Regions from separate parts of the Mus musculus genome. Here all the other regions are linked to region 3. The links are chromatin contacts, called in public HiCAR-type, Micro-C and promoter capture Hi-C maps. All regions are on one chromosome and are shown on one strand. The core of a region is the stretch at or near the end of the contact, and the rest is flanking DNA. Distances in the headings are between cores, read along the strand shown.

Region 1 (2,986 bases), core at 162-2,661, 1.1 Mb before region 3:
GTCCTGGAAGAGTAGCAGCGCTCTTAATTCCTGAGCTATTCTCTAATCTGATGGAAGTTACAAAATCTTATGACCAGTCATTATTGCCATTTGAAAAAGGGCTATGCATCTAAAACCTCATGAAATCCACAGTAATTCACCTATGCTGTGATGAGCAGCTATTCCTACCCAACTCTGAAGCCATTGTAGAAAGAGAAGCCCAACTGCATGGATTTTTTTCTTGACACTAATATAATCGAGTATACCAATATACTAATATAATCTATTATACTAATATACTAATGTAATATCCACAGAAGGCAGTGTAGACAGATTTCCCATCTCCATGTCAGGCCTCACCAGTGTGGACCATGGGTCCATGCTGTGAACACAACTGCTCAGGGATGGTGTTTTACTGAAAATGTAGAGTGAAGTGCCATGAAGCTCAGGAATTAACATTCCTTGAGGACACACTTGACCCTGCCCTTTGATCCCCGTGGTTTTCGTGTGAGCAAGCCACAGGTCATGTCAGGTGTCTTCCTCAGTCACTCTCACTTTTACTTTGTGAGACAGGATCTGCTATTGAACCCAGAGCTTACGTGTTGGCTAGACTGGCTGGTCAGCAAGCCCTGATTACCCTATCTCTGTCTCTCTAGCTTCAAGAGTATAAGGGTACACATCATGGCCACCTTTGCTGCCCTAGCACTTGGGTTATTGGGGTGACACCGACCTCAGCTTTGTTTCTGTGGTTGCTGAGGGTCATACACAACAAAGAAAAGATTTTACCAACTGAGTTACTTCCCAGCCTGCCCTGCCCTGGTCAGCCAAGTCTTTTAAAAACCATATAAACCCCATTTGTAAAGTATGCAGAACACACAAGAACCTTTTCCTAGCCTAAGCTACTTTAGAGACGTCGCCACTCACTGCCTTTTCTGCAGAGAGAGCTCTCAGAAGTTTAGACAACATCAGTTGAAGGTTCCATCCTATTGGAGCTTTTGATCCGTTTTTCTACCATTGACATCCCCCATCAACATTAGAGCTGCCTGGTTTTCTTTATTTCTGTAGTTGTTTGCATCATGAAGAGCAGCCTAACAAATCTCATCTCCTTGTACCCCAGTTTCTCCCCTCCGAAAAAAATGGTCATTATAATACAGCTCATGTAGCGGTCTGGAGCAGTGACTGACGTTTTGAATGAACAGAACATGGCGTGTGGTTATTGAATTTGTCCAAGTTGCTTTAGTTTTTCAAGCTATTTTTTAACCATCACACACATTCATATATCCTTGTACTGGTTTGAGGAAGAACATGAGGAAGGGAAGAGTTCTGAGATTGAGGTTCCAGCCCCACCCTTCAGACATGACGGCCTTCACTTCATCGCCCCCAGGTTTCCCCTTTCTAATCCGCAAAAGAGCCCTTTAGGAGCGTAGCCCAACCGTCTGCTGAAGTGAGCTCCTCTTAACACTAGGGGGCAGGCAAATACAATCCCTGAAGTGTGTGCCTTTTAGACACCAGAAATAATGAAAATCTATATTACAAAATGTAAAATTTGAAATAAAGTTGTAATTCTGATAGAATCTTCGGACGCACTGTAAGCTCTCATGTTTGAGCATTGCCTTTATTACACGCATACGACAACGCTTAGCATTTATCTAGTGCTTACCGTGTGCAAAGGCACGGCGCAACCCGTTCCTTTTAATAATAACTACATCAAACTCTGCACCCTGGGTGGCGTCCAAAATTATCTAGAGAGATCGTGAAACTGAGGATAAGCGAAAGTCACCCAGCTGGCAACTGGCAGAGCTAGGACTGCAACATGCATTAAGTGACTACACTTAAGCGGGGTTCTGTACCGTTCCCTGCCAGTTCCCATAGCCACCATGGAACCCTCCCACCACTGGGACTGCAGACAGCGTCTCCCCATCACTGTTGTCACAGAAGGGAGGTGATGTCATGGAAATATTTCGCACTGTGCATGAGTGATTCCAATTCCATAAAAGCTCAGAAGCCTTGATTATATTAAATATCAAAATTAAACCATGAAATTATTTGGGAGATGGATATTGGATTCACTTGCTCTGACGGTAGTCTGCTAGACCAGCACAGATAGATGCCTGTGTTGTCTGTCCCCAGATAGTGTACCACTCTTGTTAACTACCTCCTGGCCTTGCCTGTCCCCCTGTCGTTGCAAATGCTATGACACTCACCATGGCCTGCCTTCCCTCTTCTGTCATATTCCCTTTCCCAACCTCAGCTGGGGGTTTTCCATGAGCCTCCATTAGATCTCTTGTAACAGTGTGTTTCCTAAAAATCATCTTTTTATTTGAAGGGTCTTTGTCTCTTACCACTTAACAGTTACATCTATTTTTTTATTATTTTTGAGAAATTCATGCATGCATAGAAATCCACATTTCTCTCCCTTTCAGTTCCTCCCCTGTTCCCAGCATTGTCCTTTGCCTCCCTACTTCATGTGCTCGTGGCTTATACACTCATTGAGTTCACTTAGTGTTGGTTAGCTGTGTGTGCATGAGTGTAGGACTGTATCCTGGGGCATGGGCAGCTTTTCAGGGGCTACATCCATGAAGGAAACTGACTCCCCTTCCCCTAGCAGCTACCAATTGCCAACAGCTCCTCAGAGCTATTGAATGGAAGAGCTCCATGGATCCCTTTCCCCACTCATGCTGGGATTTTCATTGGCTTGATCCCTCCTATGTGTTTCTGGTACAGTCACAGTTGCTGTGATCTCATATGTCCATCTGCCTTGTGTCTGAAAAACACTGTTTCATTATAGCTATCATTTACCCCTGGTTCTTTTAAAAAAAGATTTATTTATTTTATATATGTGAGTACAGTGTTGCAGTCTTCAGACTGCACCAGGAGAGGGTCTCAGAGCCCATCACAGATGGTTGTGAGCCACCATGAGGTTTTCAGGGAATTGAACTCTGGACCTCTGAAAGAGCACTCAGTGCTCTTAACTGCTGAGCCATCTCTCCAGACCCACCCCTGGTTC
Region 2 (3,393 bases), core at 471-2,970, 1.4 Mb after region 3:
GCCGCCGCCGCCGCCGCTGCCGCCGCCGCGCCGTGGTGCGCCGCCGCGGCCACGAGCCCGGGATGCGGCAGCCCGGACGGCATGTTCATGGCCGCCGCCGCCGCGGGGTGCGACAGGTGGCCCAGGCCGTGCATGTGCGGGTGCGGATGCGCCGAGCCGCCCAAGAGCCCGCCGCCCGGGCCGCCGCCGCCGCCCCCCGGGCCGCCGCCGCCGCCGCCACCCCCGGGGCCGCCGCCGCCCGGGCCACCGCCGCCCCCCGGTCCGCCTCCGCCCCCGGGGCCGTCGTGGGCGCCGCCGCCGCCTCCCGCCGCGCCTGCGCCCCCTGCGCCGGCCATGAGCGCGAGCGACGGCGACGAGATGTGGTCCAGCAGGTCACCGGGCTCGAGCGCCTGGTGGTGGTGGTGGTGGTGGTGGTGGTGCGCCAGCGGCACGGTGGACGTGGACGTGCAGGGCACGCTATTCATCGTGTGGTACGTGGCGTCCGGCTTGAAAGGGTGGCTCTTGCCCTGGGACACCGCGATGTCCACGGCCGCCAGCGCCTCGGCCCGCGCCAGCAGCGTCTCGTCCAGGCTGGCGAAGAGGTTGCTCTGCAGCTGCAGGCGACACAAACCAAACCAAAAAGAAAAGGAAAGAAAAAAAAAAGAAGAAAGAAAAAGAAAAAAAAAGAAAAAAGGGGGGACAAACACCAAAGAAACCACAAAACAAACACACAAGCAGGAAAGCACGGGCAAAAGGCAAAACACAAAGCGACCAAAATAACAACGGGGGGTGGGAAGAGCAGGGTCAACGGAGGACCGGGGGACGATTTGAGAACATGCCGGGGTGGGGGAAATAGAAGGGGAGAGGCACAGGGCCAGGGAAGGGTAGAAGGGGACGCACACGGAAACACATTCCGGGGAAGACAGTGGGAGACGACAAAAAAGAGCGAAAAGAAGAAGAAAAAGAAGAAATGGAGATGTCACTCGAAGCTAAGGACCCGTGCCACACACCCGAACGAGAAAGCGAGCGAGCGAGCGAGCGAGCGAGCGAGCGAGCAGAGATCGCCTTGTGCAGGCGTAAAATTAACCGACAAAGTGGAGCCAAGTCGACAGCCGCGGCCCGAGAGCTCCCCGCGGATGGCAGGCGCTGGACAGAGGCACAGGCGGATGGGACCCGGGCCTCCAGCGGCCCCGGGCCACGCGTGCCTGGCAGCGGGATCCCTCTAAGAGCAGTCCCGCCCGCGGGAGCGGGGCCCGGAGCCGCCCGGGGCAGCTGCCGCCAGGCAGCGGCGCGGAGCGGGGGAGGGGGCGAGCGCGCGGGCCGGGACCGGGGCCGCGGGCGTGGGGCGCTTACCGGCGGCGTGGGCAGGCAGGCCCGCCGGATGGCCTCGGAGCTGGAGTGCAGCGACGGGTACTTGTGCTCAGGGAGGGTGGGATGCATGGCAAAGTGAGGCTGCTTGCTGTTCATGGACATCATCTTGGCGCCTTGGCATGTAAAAATCCACAAAACACTCGCAAAGTCCGCGGCAAAGTGCGCACGCCGGCTCGCCCGGCCTCCGTCCCGAGGCTGCGCTCGCTCGCACTGCTCGGCGGCTCCGCTCGGAGGCTCGCCGCGGGGGCTGCTGCTGCTGCTGCTGCCGCTGCTGCGCCGGCGAGCGCAGCCCGCTGCCTCGGACCGACCGCGCAGAGCGCCCGCCCGCCGGCCCGCGCGCAGGTCCCGCGATCCCGCTTCTCCGAGAGCTCTAGCCCCGGCGCGCCGACGGGCTGCGCTCCTCTTACACCTGAGCCCCACTTCTCGCGGCCGGCCCGGGCAGCTCTCGCGAGAGCTCGCGGGCCCCGCCGCGCTGACAGACAGCAGCTGTCTCCGTCTGTCTGGCGCGCGCCCTCCCCGCGGCCGCGGCGCCGTGCTTGGGCGAGCGAGCGGGCGGGCGGGCGCGCGCGCGCTCGTCGAGCCGCGACCGGCGGCGGCGCGTGGGAGCCGCTCTTATAGTGACCACCAGCAAGGACAAGGCAGGTGATGCACCTGTAGCTGGCCAGGCATGCGCGCTGCAGGTCCCACCTTGCCTCCGCCGGTCTGCAAAGATCAAAAAGGGCCCGTTATTGTTGAAGGGTAGGAACCTTTTGGAGGAAGAAAGCCAGGATGCAAGCACTCCTCTCGGGTGTGTTTTCCTCCCAGAATATATGCGCATTATTTAGGCACACCTCCACTACCCGGTGCCTAACAAGCTGTTATATAATGTATACAGAGAGGCATTTGTATGTTAAATTATGCCCGTGCATTCCTCTGTATATGGAGAAAAATAGCAACACAGAAATGCGCTGTGGATGATGCTGTCTTTATGCTGCAAGAACCTGTTTCTTTCATGGTTTATAAATAGGCTCCCGGAGAATAATAGCCATGACAGACAGTTGTTTGAAGCAGTCAGACGCTATTGATTTCCACGTAATTTAATTTCTCTGCATACTTTGTTGTTGTGAATATAACTGTGTCAGGCACCACCAGTGACAGTCACTTAGGAGCAGTAAGGAGTGTGTGCTTTCTACTCGGGAAAAGCTGTTGAAATGAAATTGTGCATTTCTCTTATTGTTTGTCTCCTTTAACCGTGTACAAACTCACATTTCAAAGGAGCTCTAGGTGATCTGAGGCTTTGAGTCATCAAAAAGGAAAAATAGTAAACAGGGTGTAGCCGAGATCTTTATCTTTTCCTCTCCAGTGAGACACACACACACACACACACACACACACACTTTTTTCCCCCCTGGAAACTCCAGGAAAAGAAATCCACTTCAGAGAAAAGGGAATAAGATGTTGAAAAGAGAACTTTCTTTCACATCGCTTTGGACCCTTGCTTTTTATATCTGCCTGCTTACAGTATTTTTCTTACCTGGGATACAGAATGAAGCTAATCTATAGATTGTAATTCAAAATGTAAATTCAAATCAGATAGAAGGAACTGGTATGCTATCTAGTCCAGCCTTCAATAATAGTAACAACAACAACTGTGAAATGAAGACCTATGAAGAAGAAATAAATTAATGAACCTGTTATATTACCCTCATGTAGCAGCAGATCAAGGGCCTCTCTGGGGAGCCTCAGCTTGGGTGCCTAAGTCCCTAAGGATACAGTCCTTGCCTAGGGTGATAATAACGGTCCAGATGTTATCACATCTGCTGGCTAGAGAGCCTGAGAGAGACAAGAAACTGCTTATGGGAAGCAGAGATCAGATACATAATCTTTCAGGTCACTCGCACAACAAGAAGGTCTGCATTTCCACCAAAGAGGAGATCTCATTTCTGCAAACCCAAATCTTTGGTCCAGCAGATTTGTATTTTTCCTTTGCTTTAGAGAGTGTATATCTTCAGGACACCCACGAGTTTATTCAGATTCCAAGAAGAGCCCACAGACATCACTGGC
Region 3 (3,089 bases), core at 193-2,692:
TCATGAGTGACTATTACAATTTCTAACTTTACTAAATTCAACCCTAAATTGAACCTTTAAACTCACCTTTGACCTATTGTAGCATCTTTGACATTATGCTGTGATAGGCAAGAAAAACTGTTAAGAAAAATCTGAAATTAGAGGCTACAATACAGTTGATGTATTTGTTTAGGGCAGTTAAGCACCTATAAAGCAGGTGAGTATATCTAAGGCCTACAAACCTAGTTAAAATATCATTACTCTTTCATTAAAATGTGGTTAGAAAATTGGTGTGTCCGAAGCAAAAAAGCATGTCGTGTTTGACAGAACCTTTAGCAACCTGGAAACCCTTCTCAGAATAGTGATTTATTTAGTTCACAGAGTTATAAATAAGAAAGCAAAGATGAGCTTGAACTTAACACGTTTGCCTGGCTAGTTATCATCCTGAAGTCAAAAAGAGAAAGCCAGCCATCACCTGCTAGGACACGTTAAAGTATCATGATGACACCCTGTTTTTTTCATTCCCTGAGAAACTTTGTCTCCTAAAATTTACAGACTTAATTTTTTTTTTTTTCCTTTTGGAAAATACATCAGCAAGGACGAAACAGCTAGAACCTTTGGCAGAGGAATCTCTGAGAATATCAGCCTCACACTACAACCCAGATAGGTCCAAAACTTTTGATAAAGGGTTTCTGGATCTGACATTTCTATCTCTTCTTGAGCTTCAGAGTTGGCAAGCAAAAAGGATCCCGTGTTCGCTTTGTAGTTCAGACCTCATGCAGCTCCTATGTGCATACACATAGTGGGTTTGCTAGGAGATCTCCAAAATACTGCCTGTTCCAGTCTCATCTCCAGCGTACGTGAGTGATCTTGGTTGCCATCACTCAGTGCAGTGGCCTGAACAGCCTGATTCCGTATGGCGTGATGCTCTTAGCAATCTTACACTTACTGGACAAAGGAGGACCGGAGGATAAATGGATTAAACCTAGCTCTATTGGTCGGTCTTAAGCTTTGAAGAGTCACGGATAATACTAAGTGTGGCAGAGGACAGAACCGGAGCAGAGCAGTCCAAGTCTGGTGATGCCGATGGCAGCACGGAAAGCATATTGTCATTGCTGATCTTTGCAACATTCTCAGAGAGGCCAGGAGAGGGCAATCATTTCCTGTAATGTCCTCATTTTTTAATTCCGCTGAGCACCCAGTGTCTCCAAGCAGAAGATTTGTGTTGGAGACTGGCCTGGGCCATGTGGGTCAAGAAAGTTCATAAGTGTTTTATTGTTGTTACGGTTTGGCTGGTGATGGCTGCGGGGAGGGCAGAAAGCACCTTTGCGCTAGAGGCATAGCACACATCCACCAGGCTGGAGTGAGTTTTGCAGTACCAGTCTCACCCTTCCGGGAGGACAGGGCTTTTTAGCGTCCAGCGCACGCGCGCTGGAACAGAGGCGCCCCGCCCCGGCCGGGACAGGGGAGGCGTCACGCGCCCGGAGGTCACACGGCCAAGCCGGCGCTGGTGCTTGGCTGGCTCCTCGCGGCGGCGCGCACGCAAGGCCGACGCCGGGGCCCCGGAGCCTCCGGGATCTCAGGGAGCCGCGGATGCTGCGCGGGGGGCCATGTGGAGCGCACTGGCGCCCGGCGCTCGCGCTGGCGCTGCTCGGGCTGGCGACGATTCTGGGCGCGTCCCCGACGTCTGGGCAACGCTGGCCGGTGCCCTACAAGTGAGTGAGACGGAGCGGGGCGGGGAGGGGACTTGGAGAGGGCGGATCCGATACCTTAGCGCGCCCGGGGACGCAGGGCACAGGGCGGGCGACACTAAGAGCATAGTTCCTAAATAGTTGGCAACTCGGGGATCCTCACCGGTTCTGGGCAGTTCAGAGTCCTGGGAGGAATGGAGAGTGACATCACTGCACGGAGTGACTTTTAGGTGCTACTGACTTGGAGAGCAGGTTAAAATGTTTTAAACACTGCAATTATTTCATGCCTTATCGTTAGCTGCCATTGCATAACATTTGGGGAGAATTTACAGGGAGCCTGCTTGCTCCCCTGTGTCCTTACTGAGCTAAATGGGGAATTTAGCTGACTGACCCGGGGAATTTCCTCCCTAGGCTAGTCAGGATCACCTTGTTGGTCCACTTCAACCTGGAGGGTAGGTAGGGCTCCGGACCTGAGGAGGTGATCGCAGTCTTTGACTTAGCTAAGTTTTGACAGCCTGTGGGGAATTGCGAAACAAGAAGCGCTCGGTCTTCGGGGTTGCGGGGGACAGGGGTGGGTGGAGTGGTGGCTGGCGTGGGCATAGTGAAGTGGAAAGAGATGCAGCTTTTGAAAGCATATGTTTTGCATAACAGAATGAGGGGCGGGGGGGTTCATGGCATGATGCATGTTCCTCTAAGGAGTTCTTAGTTCTGAAGGCTGCAGACCAAATCTGGTCCCATTTGCTCATCCTCTGTGCGGTCTTAGGGAATTTAACTCAGAATCTTCATGCTCACATACCCTGGACAGAAAACAGGAAATGATAGTAGCCCTCGCATTTCTGGTGAAAACCAGCAGTTGCCAAACTTAAATATTCATGTGTTCTGTTCATGAATTGGTTCTTCTAAATATATATGAGAGAAAAAAAAGTTTAGGGTTGAGGTTGGTTTTCATGAAAATATTCACAAGAAAAAAAAAACCTTAAATACCCAATAAAACAAGAAAGAGATTGTAAATCTCAAAGTATTTTATCTAATACCAGGAGACGGAGGCTGACTGGTCTTTTGACTCTAAAGAAGCCCCGATTGACATTCCCACCTGACAACTGGTATATAGCTGTAAGTTAGATCAGGTTTTGTCCCCGTGTTAAGATTGTTAGAAGAGCAATTCTGAGGATGGTTCTCTTTCTCACCAGGCGCTTCTCTTTCCGTCCGAAGACAGATCCCTACTGTCAAGCTAAGTATACTTTCTGTCCTACCGGCTCGCCCATCCCAGTTATGAAGGACAATGACGTCATCGAGGTCTTACGACTACAAGCCCCGATTTGGGAATTTAAATATGGAGACCTCCTGGGACACTTTGTAAGAATGCATCTTGATCTTGTAGCTTTACTTAAGTAATTCAGCTATTACTTTGACTTAAAT
Region 4 (3,150 bases), core at 177-2,676, 1.3 Mb before region 3:
AGGGATAGAATTGTAACTCTCTCCTTGCTTCCTGGAATTCCTTGTTGAGTTGGTTACTGGGAGCTTGACAAGTAGATTCCTGAAGAACTGTGTCACTGTTGATCAGTGCCACAGACAACCTTAGGAGTAGACATCCATGAAGAGTCGTTGAGTGGGATGTTTATGTCACAGACATACGAACTCCGTCTCTCGATGCCAAACTTACACTGAAGAGTGAATTGTATCATTGTCACCAAAGGGTAGACCTCTCAATTTGAAGTCCATATAGGACTAAGTAGTGACTCTTCACCTGAAACTGTAATGTAGCCACACCATTTCTAAAAATGAATGTTTCCCACAGTGATGACTCTCACGGGAATTCACGGGGAGCTAGGCAGGCCATTGTTGAGACTTGTTCATGTGTGTGAGACATTTCTGTACAAAACAACAGCATCTTTTGACTCTTGAAAACCCATGATTATATTAAGCATTATAACTATACTTGAAATATTCTGATAATGGATGCTCACATCCACTTACGACTTGTATACCCACTACTTAAAAACTTGTTGATCTGGAAAAAAATAACTCATGCAGTAGTCAGGGCTTTGGGGAGACTTTTTCATGAATACTTTCTATCCACTTGCAACAGTTTAAATTGGAGTATGGACCTATGTTTGGAGACAAAATTTAATCTTTATAAGTAGTAGGTGCTAGCAAAATAGACGTGTTTAAGAGGAACACATTTGGGGGTTTGCTGTCTCCAGAGACCTTAACTTGTGGCTAACAGGGCTCATGTGGTCTTGGTTTTGTGTCCCAAGCAAATTTGTGCCTACTATCAGCACTGGAGGGAATCTTCCTTTCTTGTAGTTTCACTTAGTCCTTCCCATTGGTGTTTATCTTTGGGCTCCATCACTATAGCCACTTAGAGCGATTAGCTTGAGCTATAAGATTAAAGTGGATTATGGCGCTTGGGGTGTAACTTGTCCTGCATCAGAAATTATTTTACTTCTTTTCTTTGCTCAAGGAATGTAGCCTAGCTGGCATTTGGCTCCATAATGACTGAATGAGAACCTCAAGTGTTTAGACTGTTTCATATTTTTGCTGTTTCTTTCCCTGTGTGGGCCCGTGCCTGAGGAACTTGCATTGGGAGGTGTAATTACTACACCCACTCTTAGAGGAAGGTCTTGAAGAGGGCAATGGCTTTGGAAAAATTTTTAGACTTGTGACCACCATGAAACATTGTATTCTGTTTAGAATTGGTGATCTGTGCAATTCTGATGACCACAGACTTGGAAGACTTGTGAGTTGGCTTTGGTTTTGCTATCAGATGATATTAGTATTGGCAGAAATAGCTCTGGTACATTCCAGAATATTATGTAGTACAATGCCAAGGTTTAATAGAGGCTAGTGATTGGGGAATCATGCCCCTCAAAGCTATGTTATTTGCTGAATATACAATATCATTTCACCAATTCACATGCTACAACTCAGAGACTTAACCACAGTTCACAGAGGTGCCTAGCCTTAAAATACCATTTTGCCCACACATTTCAAAACAGGGTTAGACTCTTAAAGGGGAAATGAATTTTTCAGTTTATTTTTTATTAATTTTTCAGTAAATGGACAAAATAATTTTTTTAAAAGATTTTATTTATATGTAAGTACACTGTAGCTGTCTTCAGACACTCCAGAAGAGGGAGTCAGATCTCATTACGGATGGTTGTGAGCTACCATGTGGTTGCTGGGATTTGAACTCCGGACCTTCGGAAGAGCAGTCGGGTGCTCTTACCCACTGAGCCATCTCACCAGCCCCCAATTTGTTTATTTAGAAGACAGTTTAACAGGGAAGCTAGATTCTAGTCCAGGAAAACTTTCAAATTAACAGGTCCACCATGGTACAAGCTCTGGTTTAAAGGGTTATTCCCACCTACCAAGGGTGTATCACCAAAGTGTCTTAGTTATGGTTACTATTGCTGTGATGAAACACAATGACCAAAAACAAGTTGTGGGGGAATGAGTTTATTTTGCTCATAGCTCAAGGCAAGCCTATCACTGAGGAAAGTCAGGATAGTTATGGAAGGAGGAGAGGACCTGGAGGCAGAGGCTGATGTAGCTGCCATGGAGGAATGCTGCTTACTGGCTTACTCCCATGGCTTGCTGAGACTGCTTTCTTAAAGAACCCCCAGGACCACCATCCCAGGGGTGTCCCCACCCATAATGGGCTGGGCTCTCTCCCATTGGTCACTAGTTCAAAAATAAAATGCTTCCTAGACTTGTCTCCCTATAGCCTGATCTTCCAGATGCGTTTTCTCAGTCAGCGTCTCCTCCTCTCAAGATGACTTCTCTCAGATGTCAAGTTGACCTAACAAGCCAGAACACCAGCGTGACACCAGTGTTTTCCCAGACCTTGATTTTTAATCCTTGAGCAACTGGCAGATCTAGGATTTGTTTCTCACCTGTGGGAGTTGTGGGCTATGTGAGTTAAGTGAGCCTTGGAATGAAAGCTGTGTCTTTCTCCAAAACCTAAGTCACACTCTTCCCCTGGAGATCAACCTCATGTAACCCAAAGCTTTATCTTCTTGCCTGGATGTAGTCCTAGGAGGAATACTTGGATTTCCCATGAGTGCTGAGCACGCACGGGTCAGCTGCATCTTAGCCAGGGAGGAGCTGAGTGACATAGAGCCTGTGGTAGGGACTGGGGAGCGTGAGGCACAGGAGGGAGGATCCTCTCTCTACTTAGAGGTCACCAAATTGAATGTTCAAAGCTTGCTGACCCAAGTCTCAATGTCAGTAAGTTTTCTGTAACTTACTTTTCTTTATTTGTAAACTTGGGTATATTGGTTACTTTTCTGCTTGTTCTGACAAGGAAGAACAACTTAAAGGAGCAGGGATTTATTCTGCCTCATGGTCTGAGGGGATTCTCTTCATGGTGGTAGGCTGTCAATGCAGGAGCTTGAGGCTGCTGATTTGTACCTTCGTAGACCTGGAAGCAGAGACAGGAAGCAGGGAAAGCTACAAATGCAAAGGTCTCTCGAAGTCTTCACTTCTCCTGGGGAGGCTGCATTTCCTAAACAGTCCACAACTTCCAAAAACAACATCATCTAAGGACCATGTGTTCAAACACGTGAGCCTATGGGAGACTTTCCACATTCAAGGCATAAAGTCAGG

The links. Promoter capture Hi-C pulls out the DNA fragments that hold promoters and counts their contacts. Hi-C and Micro-C count contacts between places; a contact is called where the count stands out from the background. HiCAR-type assays count read pairs that join an accessible place to other places.
Region 1: a contact with region 3 is called in a promoter capture Hi-C map of hippocampal neurons, with 11 times the contacts expected there. The contact joins the enhancer-like site here to the promoter of Cln5 in region 3. A contact is called at or near these places in 11 of 39 promoter capture datasets (the 3T3-L1 cell line, 3T3-L1-derived adipocytes, cranial neural crest and 7 more), 3 of 484 Hi-C or Micro-C datasets (the HL-1 cell line, cortical neurons and ganglionic eminence) and 6 of 115 datasets of contacts at active chromatin or transcription factors (embryonic forebrain, embryonic limb bud, fibro-adipogenic progenitors and 3 more).
Region 2: a contact with region 3 is called in a Micro-C map of the G1E-ER4 cell line, with 10 times the contacts expected there. The contact joins the promoter of Pou4f1 here to the promoter of Cln5 in region 3. A contact is called at or near these places in 2 of 39 promoter capture datasets (hippocampal neurons and pre-B cells), 3 of 484 Hi-C or Micro-C datasets (the G1E-ER4 cell line and regulatory T cells) and 1 of 115 datasets of contacts at active chromatin or transcription factors (astrocytes).
Region 4: a HiCAR-type map of astrocytes shows a contact between it and region 3, with 7 times the contacts expected there. The contact joins the enhancer-like site here to the promoter of Cln5 in region 3. A contact is called at or near these places in 11 of 39 promoter capture datasets (the 3T3-L1 cell line, 3T3-L1-derived adipocytes, cranial neural crest and 6 more), 1 of 484 Hi-C or Micro-C datasets (embryonic stem cells), 4 of 115 datasets of contacts at active chromatin or transcription factors (astrocytes, embryonic forebrain, embryonic stem cells and 1 more) and 2 of 9 other capture datasets (adipose tissue and pancreatic islet).

Annotation. Positions count from the first base shown.
Region 1 is chr14:101,945,475-101,948,460 of GRCm38.p6, forward strand. No RefSeq gene overlaps it. Among named protein-coding and RNA genes, the nearest start is that of Lmo7, 220 kb to the left of the region's middle. Within about 2 kb of position 1,412, at least 24 of the 459 cell types and tissues checked have an H3K27ac peak or open chromatin away from gene starts, as enhancers often do. A contact at or near this core is called in cortical neurons, forebrain and hippocampal neurons, where this site is marked.
Region 2 is chr14:104,466,279-104,469,671 of GRCm38.p6, forward strand. Pou4f1 (POU domain, class 4, transcription factor 1) reads right to left here and starts at 1,721. Exons shown (of 3, transcript NM_011143.4): 1 at 1,333-1,721; 2 at 1-593. The coding sequence starts at 1,455.
Region 3 is chr14:103,068,774-103,071,862 of GRCm38.p6, forward strand. Cln5 (ceroid-lipofuscinosis, neuronal 5) reads left to right here and starts at 1,443. Exons shown (of 4, transcript NM_001033242.1): 1 at 1,443-1,694; 2 at 2,861-3,026. The coding sequence starts at 1,573.
Region 4 is chr14:101,783,460-101,786,609 of GRCm38.p6, forward strand. All of the region lies in intron 1 of Lmo7 (LIM domain only 7), which reads left to right. Among named protein-coding and RNA genes, the nearest start is that of Lmo7, 55 kb to the left of the region's middle. Within about 2 kb of position 1,427, at least 14 of the 459 cell types and tissues checked have an H3K27ac peak or open chromatin away from gene starts, as enhancers often do.